Regions from separate parts of the Macaca mulatta genome. Here region 1 is linked to region 2. The links are chromatin contacts, called in public Hi-C maps. All regions are on one chromosome and are shown on one strand. Each heading gives the region's core, a stretch centred on a gene start, on an enhancer-like site or on the middle of the called end of the contact. The rest is flanking DNA. Distances are from core to core; before and after follow the strand shown.

Region 1 (5,254 bases), core at 462-2,961, 190 kb after region 2:
GCACCATGATAGTTAAGAATTACAGAGACTGCAGAAAGAAAATGTAATACATAGTCTCTTCTTAAGGAATTTAAAGTTGAGAAATTAACTGACATAACACTGATATCAAAGACTGGAATAAGCTAATTATAAATGTTGAACTTTTAAAAATGTTTTAATACATTGAACAAGTTCATTTGCAAAGAGGATTGACAAACGATTTCAGTTGGTTCACTCAATAGTTGTAGATCATTTTATACTGTACTCTGAAACAAAAGATACAAGATAATCACAATGTTGTATAAACAGTGCCTATACATTAGTAGTAACACTTTCTTTTGCATTGGGCTTTAAAATTGACAAATACTTCCCCCAACATCCTCTACCAAGTAGATAGCAAGTTCTGGTCATCCCTATTATATGGATTAAGAAATGTGTTTATACAAATATATGAAATTAGCAGAAACTAAATATTCACAAATTTTATTTAGATCACAATATTCAAACTTAAGGAAATACTTTAAAATAAGAATGTAATATATGAACACAATACATAGCAAAAAATGTGTTCCCACACTAAAGTCTCATTTCTGACCCCTGATACAACTCCACAAAATTAAATCTTAGGAAATGAACAGCTTACAGCTTTTTTTTTTTTTTTTTTTTTAAGAGATGGGAGTCTTGCTTAAGACTTTAAGAATTTAAAAATTCATGTATAGATATATCAGTCAGTTTGGAAAGCACATGAATTCCAGAATCCTGAGAAAGTTATTGTAGGGTACCCTTGGTTAGGTGCACAGTGAAGGGCAAACGATAGCTGCCGTTTGACATTACCCAACATTTGTTGGAGGCTTCTTTTCCTAAATAAATAAATAAAATCAAGGTTTACTCCTCACAACATATTTTGGTATGTAGTCTAGGGGTGACCCTTCGGTGGGGAAACTCCTCCACGACATTCCATTTTGTTGTTTCCAAGAACACAAAAGTAAAAACTATATAGTTCGTGTAGATTCAACGTATTCCTTTTAACCAGAAGACAGCCAATGCTGCTGTTCGGGCTCTCTAAAGCTTATATAGGATACAAGTAAACTCCAGTGAGGAATTCACCGTACTGCCAGTGAACTGCCAGTGACAGTTTCCCTTAAATGAAGAGACGACACTTTTATCTTACTGTAAGATTTTGCTGCTATTTACCATGGAAGACAAAACATCGAAGAAATTCAGTTTGCAGGTGGTGTTCAAAATACTAACTGGAACAGATGGGTCAATTAAATCTACAAGAGACTGAACTACCCCTCGTGCTTTAAGTATGCTTATTAACACTCAGGGTCAGCAAGAAACATGCGTCTCTCTACAAGCCGGCACTTTAGCAACGTGTGACTCGCGTATTATAACCTATCGTAATCGCTAGCGGAAGCAATCAGGTGCACGTAAAAAGGTTGGGGATCAGCTTCTGGTCACAAAAAAAAAACACCGAGCAAAGATAATTCCACTACAAATGACGATTAGCGTTAGTGAAAAAGAATGGTAAGTTACACGGTGAAGATGAACTTTGCAAGGCGAGCGCTCCCTAGAGAACACCCAGCCCCGCGGAGGGCAGCAGGCTCCACCCATGTCTGCAGTTTTGGTCCGGCCTCGGAGTAACCACCCTAGCAGAGGGAAGTTTCGCGTGTGCGCAGTAGGCCTGCCCAGTGCCGCGTGGGAAAGGCGGGACCTTCCTATCTCTTGCGTCATATCAACTGCGACGCAAGACGTCACCGGCTTGACTGGGAAGGTCAATCGCGGCTGCAGGCGGATACGCCCGCGCTTTATGCCCGCTGTTGCAGAAGCGTGCGCGTTAACAGCTTTGGCTGGCTGGTGTATGTCGGCAGGATTGTGAAGCCCGGGTTCCGGGCTCTGCCGTGGTGCAGAAATGCTGTGCCGACTCGGCGGTCGGTGGCTGCGGCCGCTCCCTGCCCTGCAGCTGCGGGCTAGGGACCCGGCGCTTGCGCCGGTTCCTACGAGCGGCGCCAAACGCCCCACTCTCTCAGTGTGGGCAGTGGCACCAGTCTGTGCAGTCCATGCGAACAGCTGGTACGAGGCCCTGGCCGCGTCTTCGCCGGTGCGGGTTGCGGAAGAAGTACTGCTCGGCGTGCAGGCCACCACGGGCCTGCCCTGGTGGGGCAGCATTCTGCTCTCCACCGTGGCCCTGCGGGGTGCTGTCACGCTGCCTTTGGCCGCCTACCAGCACTACATCCTGGCCAAGGTGAGGGGCGCCGAGCCGTGCGCGTACCCTGCGCTGCAACACCTGCGGCGTAGGAAGGCCGACATTCACTCAGGGTTTTCGAACCCACGATGTTGCCTGCTGCAGTGCTTAATGCTTAATCATCGTGACCATTTCATTGTGACCATTTTAGCGTTAAAAATAATTTAACTAGCATTAGGTGTGTTAAATATTTTGTGATACATGTACCTGTCATTTCGTTTGTCCTACTGGATTTGTACTCCAAGCACAAGTGGTTACTATACTTGCTCTCGGGAAACGGAGTCAAAGAAATCAGTCGCAGAAGAAATTGTGTTGGCGAAACCTATAAAATTCATGTCTTAAAAGTTTTAACAGCCAGTATGTCTGCAGCGTCTTTCGTCCCAAAGTATTCCAGCTGATCTTTTTTATTAGGAAGAAACTACTGGACTAACAGTTTGCGAACTTGATTCCTGTCCAGGCCCGACTAAGACTGTGTCTGGTCGGTCGCAGTCACTTGAACTTTTACTGCTGAATCCTTTTTTCTGAGGAATAAGGATAGCAGTACCTTCCTTGCCTACTTCACAACATTATCAGAGCAGGTCAGATAATACGGGTTCAAGTGCTTGATTATTCAAATGGGATATTTCAAAAATAGTGGCTTTCATGTTTTCAAGTTGTGAGCATGGGGGAAAAAAACCGGAAACAAAACAGGAACGGAATCAGCAGCAACATTAAGGCAGTGAGCCATTTTACAGGAAGAATGAACACAGGGCAGGAATAAATGCTATTTTTGTTTTTGATTTGTGGCTATCGCAGTGGAAGGTTCTTAACAGACAGCTGTTTTCTCCGCTTACATTACTAGGAAATCTAAAGATGGAACAGTAAAGCTCAGGGTGCAGTTCTCATCTAATACTTATAACCCTGTGAAGTAGGTGCTGTTATATATTTTATATGTGAGGGAACCTGATTTTAGAGGTTAAGTTACTTACCCAGGATCACATGGATAAGTATACATTGTGAATTTGGTTGTGACTGAGGACATTTTAAGCAAATTAACATCTTGTGCTTAGACTTAAGGTTTCTTGACATGATCAGTAAACTACATTTTTAAATGACTCGAGGGAATAATGTGAAAAATTCTGAGTTATTGTGAATAAAGATCTTTTATATGCTCATAACAAAACCTATTTTTTAGCTAGGTGGAAAATTTGCAGCCAGAAATAAAAGCTATTGCCAGGCATCTTAACCAAGAAGTTGTAGTTCGTGCAAATCAGTTGGGGTGGTCCGAAAGAGTTGCCAGGTAAGCAAATTATATCCATGTAAGAGCGCGCACACACACACACACACATAATTAGTGATGTTAATTATAAGTTTGAGTATTCTGTAGTTTTGGCAGTATTTCTTTTACATATATATATATATATATATATATATATTTTTTTTTTTTTTTTTTTTTTTGAGACAGAGTTTCGCTCTTGTTACCCAGGCTGGAGTGCAATGGTGCGATCTTGGCTCATCACAACCTCTGCCTCCCGGGTTCAAGCGATTCTCCTCCCTCAGCCTCCTGAGTAGCTGGGATTAACAGGCATGCACCACCACACCCGACTAATTTTGTATTTTCAGCAGAGACGGGGTTTCTGCATGTTGGTCAGGCTGGTCTCGAACTCCTGACCTCAGGTAATCCACCCCCTTCAGCCTCCCAAAGTGCTGGGATTACAGGTGTGAGCCACCGCACCTGGCCTACTCTTTTATATTTTCATAAGTTATTAATATGGCATGATAGTTTCATATGCTGGACTGAAAGCAAAGAAATAAATGGAGAAAGATAAGAGCATGTTCCTATTCTTTAGGGATTCCAGCCTATTGAAAAAGACCTGTAATCAAATAATAATGTCAGTGAACTAACTACTCTATAAAGATTATGTACAAGGAGCTAGATCATCAAGGAAAGTCAGGGCAGGCTTCGCAGGATGAAGGTACTTTGCCATTTTTTTGTGATATTTGTCAACAAATGACGCAGGTTGTTTACAATCTTGACCGTTTGGAAAAGATACAGCAGGTAATAGCCCACAGGAAAGAGGAGGTAGAAAACGTAAGTGCCACAGTAGAAACACTTCGATAGCTAAGGTACTGTCCATCCTTTGTGGTTATTCTGTGCATTTGTCTGCCTGGGTTCTTGGTAAGTCCCAATCTAAGGGTGCTTGGTTGTGCCCAAGGATGTCTGCATTCATTTACTGGGAACTTACAAGCCTTCCTGCTTCAATCAACTCCTTAATCAGTTTCCCAAACTCTGATCCTTATTAGACTATGACAAATTATTCTCCTTTTTAAGCAATGAAAAAGGGCTTTTTGGTATCAATCTGTGTTATGTATATATTATTAACCATATATTTTTATATAGGTGTAAATTTCCCAACTATTTTTAATATGAGATTGTGTCCTTTATTTAGTGTTAAAAAGATCTGACATTTTAAAAAATCGTGGTGATAGTTTAATGTCTTTATTTGGTAAAAATTAAAAGTTGACAGAACTATAGTTTTGAAATTTTACTGATCAAAGAAGTTGAAAGCTTCAGCCATAGGCCAAAAGAACCAAATTAATAGCTGCTTGCCTGGGTTATCAACGCAGCCTAGATAAGACTTGTGGCACTTTGCTTAAGCCGTACTGGCAGGATGGTTGTCCAGATACATCCTTAGAGATGTTTCTTTCTAGGAGGAGACATCTGAGGGCTTCTGGCATTTTCTTTTTTTTTTTTTTTTGGAACAAGACAGAGTCTCCTTGTGTTGCTCACGCCAGTCTCAAACTCCTGGCCTCAAGCAATCCTTCCACTTCAGCCTCCCAAGTAGATGGGATTACAAGTGCAAGCCACAGTGTTGGCCAGCTTCCTGCATTCAATAGTATTGAGTCTTCAAAGGTGAAAGACAGTGTGTCAGATGGACAGCCAGGAAAGTGGGCTTTCCACACAGATGATATAATACAGTACTTCCAAAGGCATGCCTATGCAGAAGTCTGATTTGTTGGACGAACTAAAGTCATTCAGGGGCCAGAATA
Region 2 (4,750 bases), core at 1,014-3,513:
CGGGCCTTGTCCATTTTAGTAGTTTTGAACTTTATCCTACTAGTGAAATAGGATCATCATTTCACTATTATGCTAATGAGCAAAAAACTCATTTTCTTCCAAACAATGAGATTACTTTAAAGAGAGTATTTTTGGTAGCACGATAGACACGGGAACTAGACTGCAGAGTGCTGACAAGTCAATTTCAGAAAACAAAAAAGACACTGAATGTAGAAGACTTTTTTTTTTTGAGGTGGAGTCTCCCTCTGTCGCCCAGGCTAGAGTGCAGTGGCACGATCTCAGCTCACTGCAACCTCCGCCTCCCCGGTTCAAGCGATTCTCCTGCTTCAGCCTCCTGAGTATAGAATACTTTTTAAGGAAAGAAAGTTTGCTTGTGAAGGAAACAACTGAAAGCTACAGAAGAATTAGTTAAGGAACCAGAATTTGTAGAAGGTTGACAACAGAAAAGATAATTACTGGATGAGAAAGAGGGGTATTGGAACTAGAATATGTATGAAGAGTTAATCTCACATATTAACAGTGAGTTTCTCATTCCTAGATACTGGAGAAAAGGAAATCTCAGGAAATTTCTAGCACTTGGAAAACTGTGAAGTTCTAAGTTAAAAGTCATATAATGAAATGGGCTGGGATTTAAAGACTGCAAAAAGTATTCAAGTGGAAAGGGAGAAAAAGATGCTGAAGAATATACAAAGCAGGAAGGAGGGATGCAGCTGAAATTATAAAATCTAAATCAGTAGTGGTGAGATACACAATGCAGTGCTTTGTTCTACACTGGACTCAGCAACGACCGTAGGAGAGGAATAGGCAGATGGTTACCACTCTGCATATATATTTACTATAGCAGTTATTACACTGTAAAGCCCCTGGAAACAGAGACTTTGATTCCACAAATTATGCACACAGTAGGCACATGATGAATTTTTGTTTGAATGAATTGATTTAGTCATTGCCAATTCTGCCATGGTACTCTGTAGAGTACTGGCAACTGCCCACATTTCATATGGTATGCCAATGCTAAAAAGAAAAAAATGCTAAAAAAAAAAAAAAAAAAAAAAAAAAAAAAAATCCAGGCATATTCAGCTAAACTTAGCAGTCTTAAAACGGCAACTATGTCAGCTGAGACATACTTTTAATCTTGTGCCAGTACATCTGTCTTTGATGTTTGCTTCATTTTCCTTATGCCACTATACTCCCACTAGACCAGAAAGGGATAATTCTGAGTTCAATGGGCTCCACTATCATTTCAAAAGTCCTGAAAGTTCTTTAGACACCTAAAAATGAACCCACAACCCCCATCACAATATTCCTTCCGAGAGAAGTATACTGACAATAATCATTATTTATGCCTGCTTCCAAGTTGAATCTAAGAGGGCCAGAAGAGCTAAATCAGGGTCATTCAGAGAATCGTCTACAAAGTCTGGCACAGACCACGCATCCTTCCCGTGTCTTCCTCCCCTCGTAAACTTGAGGTGTAATGATCTTAGACATCTCCTAATCGACTGCCTTCATATTACACACGTGTAAACTCGTAGAGGATGTCTATGAACCAAGCTTAAACTTAGGTAACGAAGGCTCTTTTCCCAACACGACGCCATCTCTCATGATCCAAAGCTTTATCTCTCGATTTGGCGGTCGAAAAAAACGACCAGGAATAAAACTACGTACAGCAGTCCAGAACGAGGCCCCACCTCCCGGATCTGGCGGACTGGCCTCCCGTCAACAAAGTGTCTGGACCGCGCTTCCGCACCTCACACTGCCCGGGGCCGGCTCCTCTCCAGCCTCCCCGTACTCCCCACACATCGTAGCACAGCGCGCCCGCGGGGCCCCAGACCCGGCCCTCGAAATCTCACTTTCGCCTTTCGGCCGCCCGCGCCCCACGGCTCAGGCGACGGCTGATGGCGTCACTGCACTTCCGTCTGCGGCTGCGTTCTAATCACAAGCCAGGAAGGAAGAAGGGAGGGCTGCAGGGCTGTGTGTGCGGGAAATAGAGAGGAAAGAGAAGAAATCCGGGAGCTCGCGGGCGCTCCGGCTGCAATCGCGCCCCCCTTATCTGTCCCCGCCGTTCCCCTTCGGAACGTGCCCCAGGCACACTTCCCCGGCTTTCTAGTCTCCTCTTCTCTGGTTCTCCCGACACCCGGTATCCCTCTTAAACGCCTCACCCCCTTCCCTTGCTCCCTCCCTCTCCCTCCCTCCCATCGTCAGGCTCCCCGCCCTTAGTATCGCGAGACGAGGTGAGAGCTGGCGGAGCGGCGGCGGCGGCGGCAGTAGAGGTGACCGAGGCGGTGGCGGCGGAGACGGCACCGATTGCTGTGTCGGCCCCAGTGCGGCCGAAGTCGCGGTAGAGCGTAGCCCCCACGCCCCTCCCCCGTCCGCGCCCTCCCTCTTTCCCTGGGGATGGAGAAGGCGACGGTTCCGGTGGCGGCGGCGACGGCTGCAGAAGGAGAAGGGAGCCCCCCGGCGGTGGCGGCTGTGGCGGGCCCCCCCGCGGCGGCGGAGGTCGGCGGCGGCGTTGGCGGCAGCAGCGGAGCTCGCTCGGCCTCGTCTCCTCGTGGGATGGTGCGAGTCTGCGACCTGCTCCTGAAGAAGAAGCCGCAGCAGCAGCAGCACCACAAGGCCAAGCGTAACCGGACTTGCCGACCCCCTAGCAGCAGCGAAAGCAGCAGCGACAGCGACAACAGCGGCGGCGGTGGAGGCGGCGGTGGAGGCGGAGGTGGCGGCGGCGGCACCAGCAGTAACAACAGCGAGGAAGAAGAGGACGACGACGACGAGGAAGAGGAGGTTTCTGAGGCAAGGGCCTGGTTTCCAAGGAAGGAGGGAGGAAGGGACTGTAAGGGATAGGGGCCGAAGGTGGGAGGGGACTTTCAGTGGGACAGATTCCAGTGGGTTGATCTCTTAGGGGCCAGGCTTTCGACTGCCCCCTTTCTTCCCTCGGCCTAAATCGTGAGGTGTGGGAATGTGGGGGAGGGTAGCTGACACGTGGGGGTGGGAGGACCACGGAGTTCACAGAGTTGGTGAACAGCCTGTTATCATGGCATGGCTCACATGGTTAAGGATGGAGGGAATTGGTTAGATTCCCAGTTTGCACGCCGGGGGGTGGGGGGGGGGTGATCTGCCTGGGGCCAGTAGGGCCACCTTAGTCTGGGACGGGATCGGGATCAAAGCGGGAGGAGTAAAATAATAGGTAGATGAGTCTCTTGGGGACCAACTAGGAGGTTGTTCAACTTCTCCCAGCTATGAGATGGAGGGGAGCAGTTTGAGGGGGACGTAAGGTTGTAATGGACTCAGAGCTAAGTGTTTGTGTATGTGAGGGACACGTGAGAAGCTGTACTTTTCCATACTGTTCTGCAGGGTTTTTCGTAACTATCCTGGCTGCTGAAGTAACTTCACTTCCTCGATCTTCCAAGGATTTTCGATGAGCTGATGCTGTATTTGTATACATTTATCAGTAACTCTAAATAATTATAAATGACCATATACATTTGTAAGTGGATGAAAAATATATTTGATCCTTACACGTACATACATACATGTCTTCAAATGTCTCGTTAGTGAATTAGAATTAAGCTAGGACCTGTTGTCCTATACTATGGGACAGCCAAAGAGTCGGCTTTGGAGCCAGGCCTGGTTGTGGTGAGTTGGAATAGGAAGGCCTCTCGGTTTGTCCTAGTGATCTGGTTTCATAATAACTTTGTAATTTTTCTTGGGTCCACAGACAGGCGGCGTTGCAGGACCTTATTCCTCATAGAAGCCCTTACAACCCAAAGGCTCAGTAAAACATACCATACTGACAACCAACTGAGTTAGCTTTACTAGTTATTAGCTCTTTTATCACTCTCTTGTCTCCTTCCTGAAATAGAATCTAGAAAAATCTTTATCTGGAGAGGGAAATCTTTATCAGCAGAGGGAAAACAGCTTTGAAGACTGATTTTAAACTTAGTTCTAAGAGGAGACCAACTGATTCGTCTAGAACTAACACTTACTATTTATTCTCTTCCACAAACATGGAACTTATTTTGATGCAAGTCTGGTTTTCTGAACATTGGATTTATTGAATCCTGGTCTCTGTTGAAATAGGGAAGTACCTTTTAAAGGATTTGACACATGTCTATTTGTAGAAGACCAGACTCTCTTTTATCTCAGACTGGATGAAGTTACGTAGGTAGAGATATTAAGTGTTCAAGTATGTATGACAAAAATATGCCCCTCCTTGTTTCTATTCCCTTTTAGCCTGTTGGATTCTGAGAATAGGTTTATATTGATAGACTTATATTGGCCTACTTGGATGTTTAGAATAGTGTGTTGCTCTGGCTGCATGTGAAACAAGGAAGAGAAAGATGTGATGGGATCCTTATCCCTAATAAAATTTGTTATGGTACTTAGAATCATTCAATTGTATGATTCTTCTCAAAGGTGAGAAACGTTTTACAGATAAGTCAACCCTTTGTTTTAAAAAGGAGGAAAACAAGGTTTAGAGGAAGGTGGTTGTGGTGGGTAGTAGCAAAAGTAGAAATCAAAGTTTTCTAATGGCTCAGACCTGTACACTTTTTAATGATAATTTATTTCCTTTTATCACCCTTCTGCCATCATTCAGAAAAATAGTTACTGAATGGCAAGGTAACACAATCATGCAGCTGTAGGCAGAATACCATTACTTAAAATTTTAAATTCTCCTGAAAATATTAAGCTCTGGTTTAGAGCCAGGTTATGATAGTTGAATGCACTACTCACTGGGATATTCTGCTGCAAACTT

What was found. Hi-C and Micro-C count contacts between places; a contact is called where the count stands out from the background.
Region 1: a Hi-C map of fetal cortical plate shows a contact between it and region 2, with 2.3 times the contacts expected there. The contact joins the promoter of COX18 here to the promoter of ANKRD17 in region 2. A contact is called at or near these places in 4 of 14 Hi-C or Micro-C datasets (CD4 T cells, blood, fetal cortex germinal zone and 1 more).

Annotation. Positions count from the first base shown.
Region 1 is chr5:60,826,821-60,832,074 of T2T-MMU8v2.0, forward strand. It overlaps COX18 (cytochrome c oxidase assembly factor COX18), which reads left to right and starts at 1,712. Exons shown (of 7, transcript XR_013417940.1): 1 at 1,712-2,224; 2 at 3,403-3,503.
Region 2 is chr5:60,638,271-60,643,020 of T2T-MMU8v2.0, forward strand. ANKRD17 (ankyrin repeat domain 17) reads left to right here and starts at 2,264. Exons shown (of 33, transcript XM_028848512.2): 1 at 2,264-2,787. The coding sequence starts at 2,395. It overlaps LOC114678160, which reads right to left and starts at 1,877. Exons shown (of 3, transcript XR_013417907.1): 1 at 1,748-1,877. LOC144341163 (a long non-coding RNA gene) reads right to left here. Exons shown (of 2, transcript XR_013417915.1): 2 at 1,933-4,750.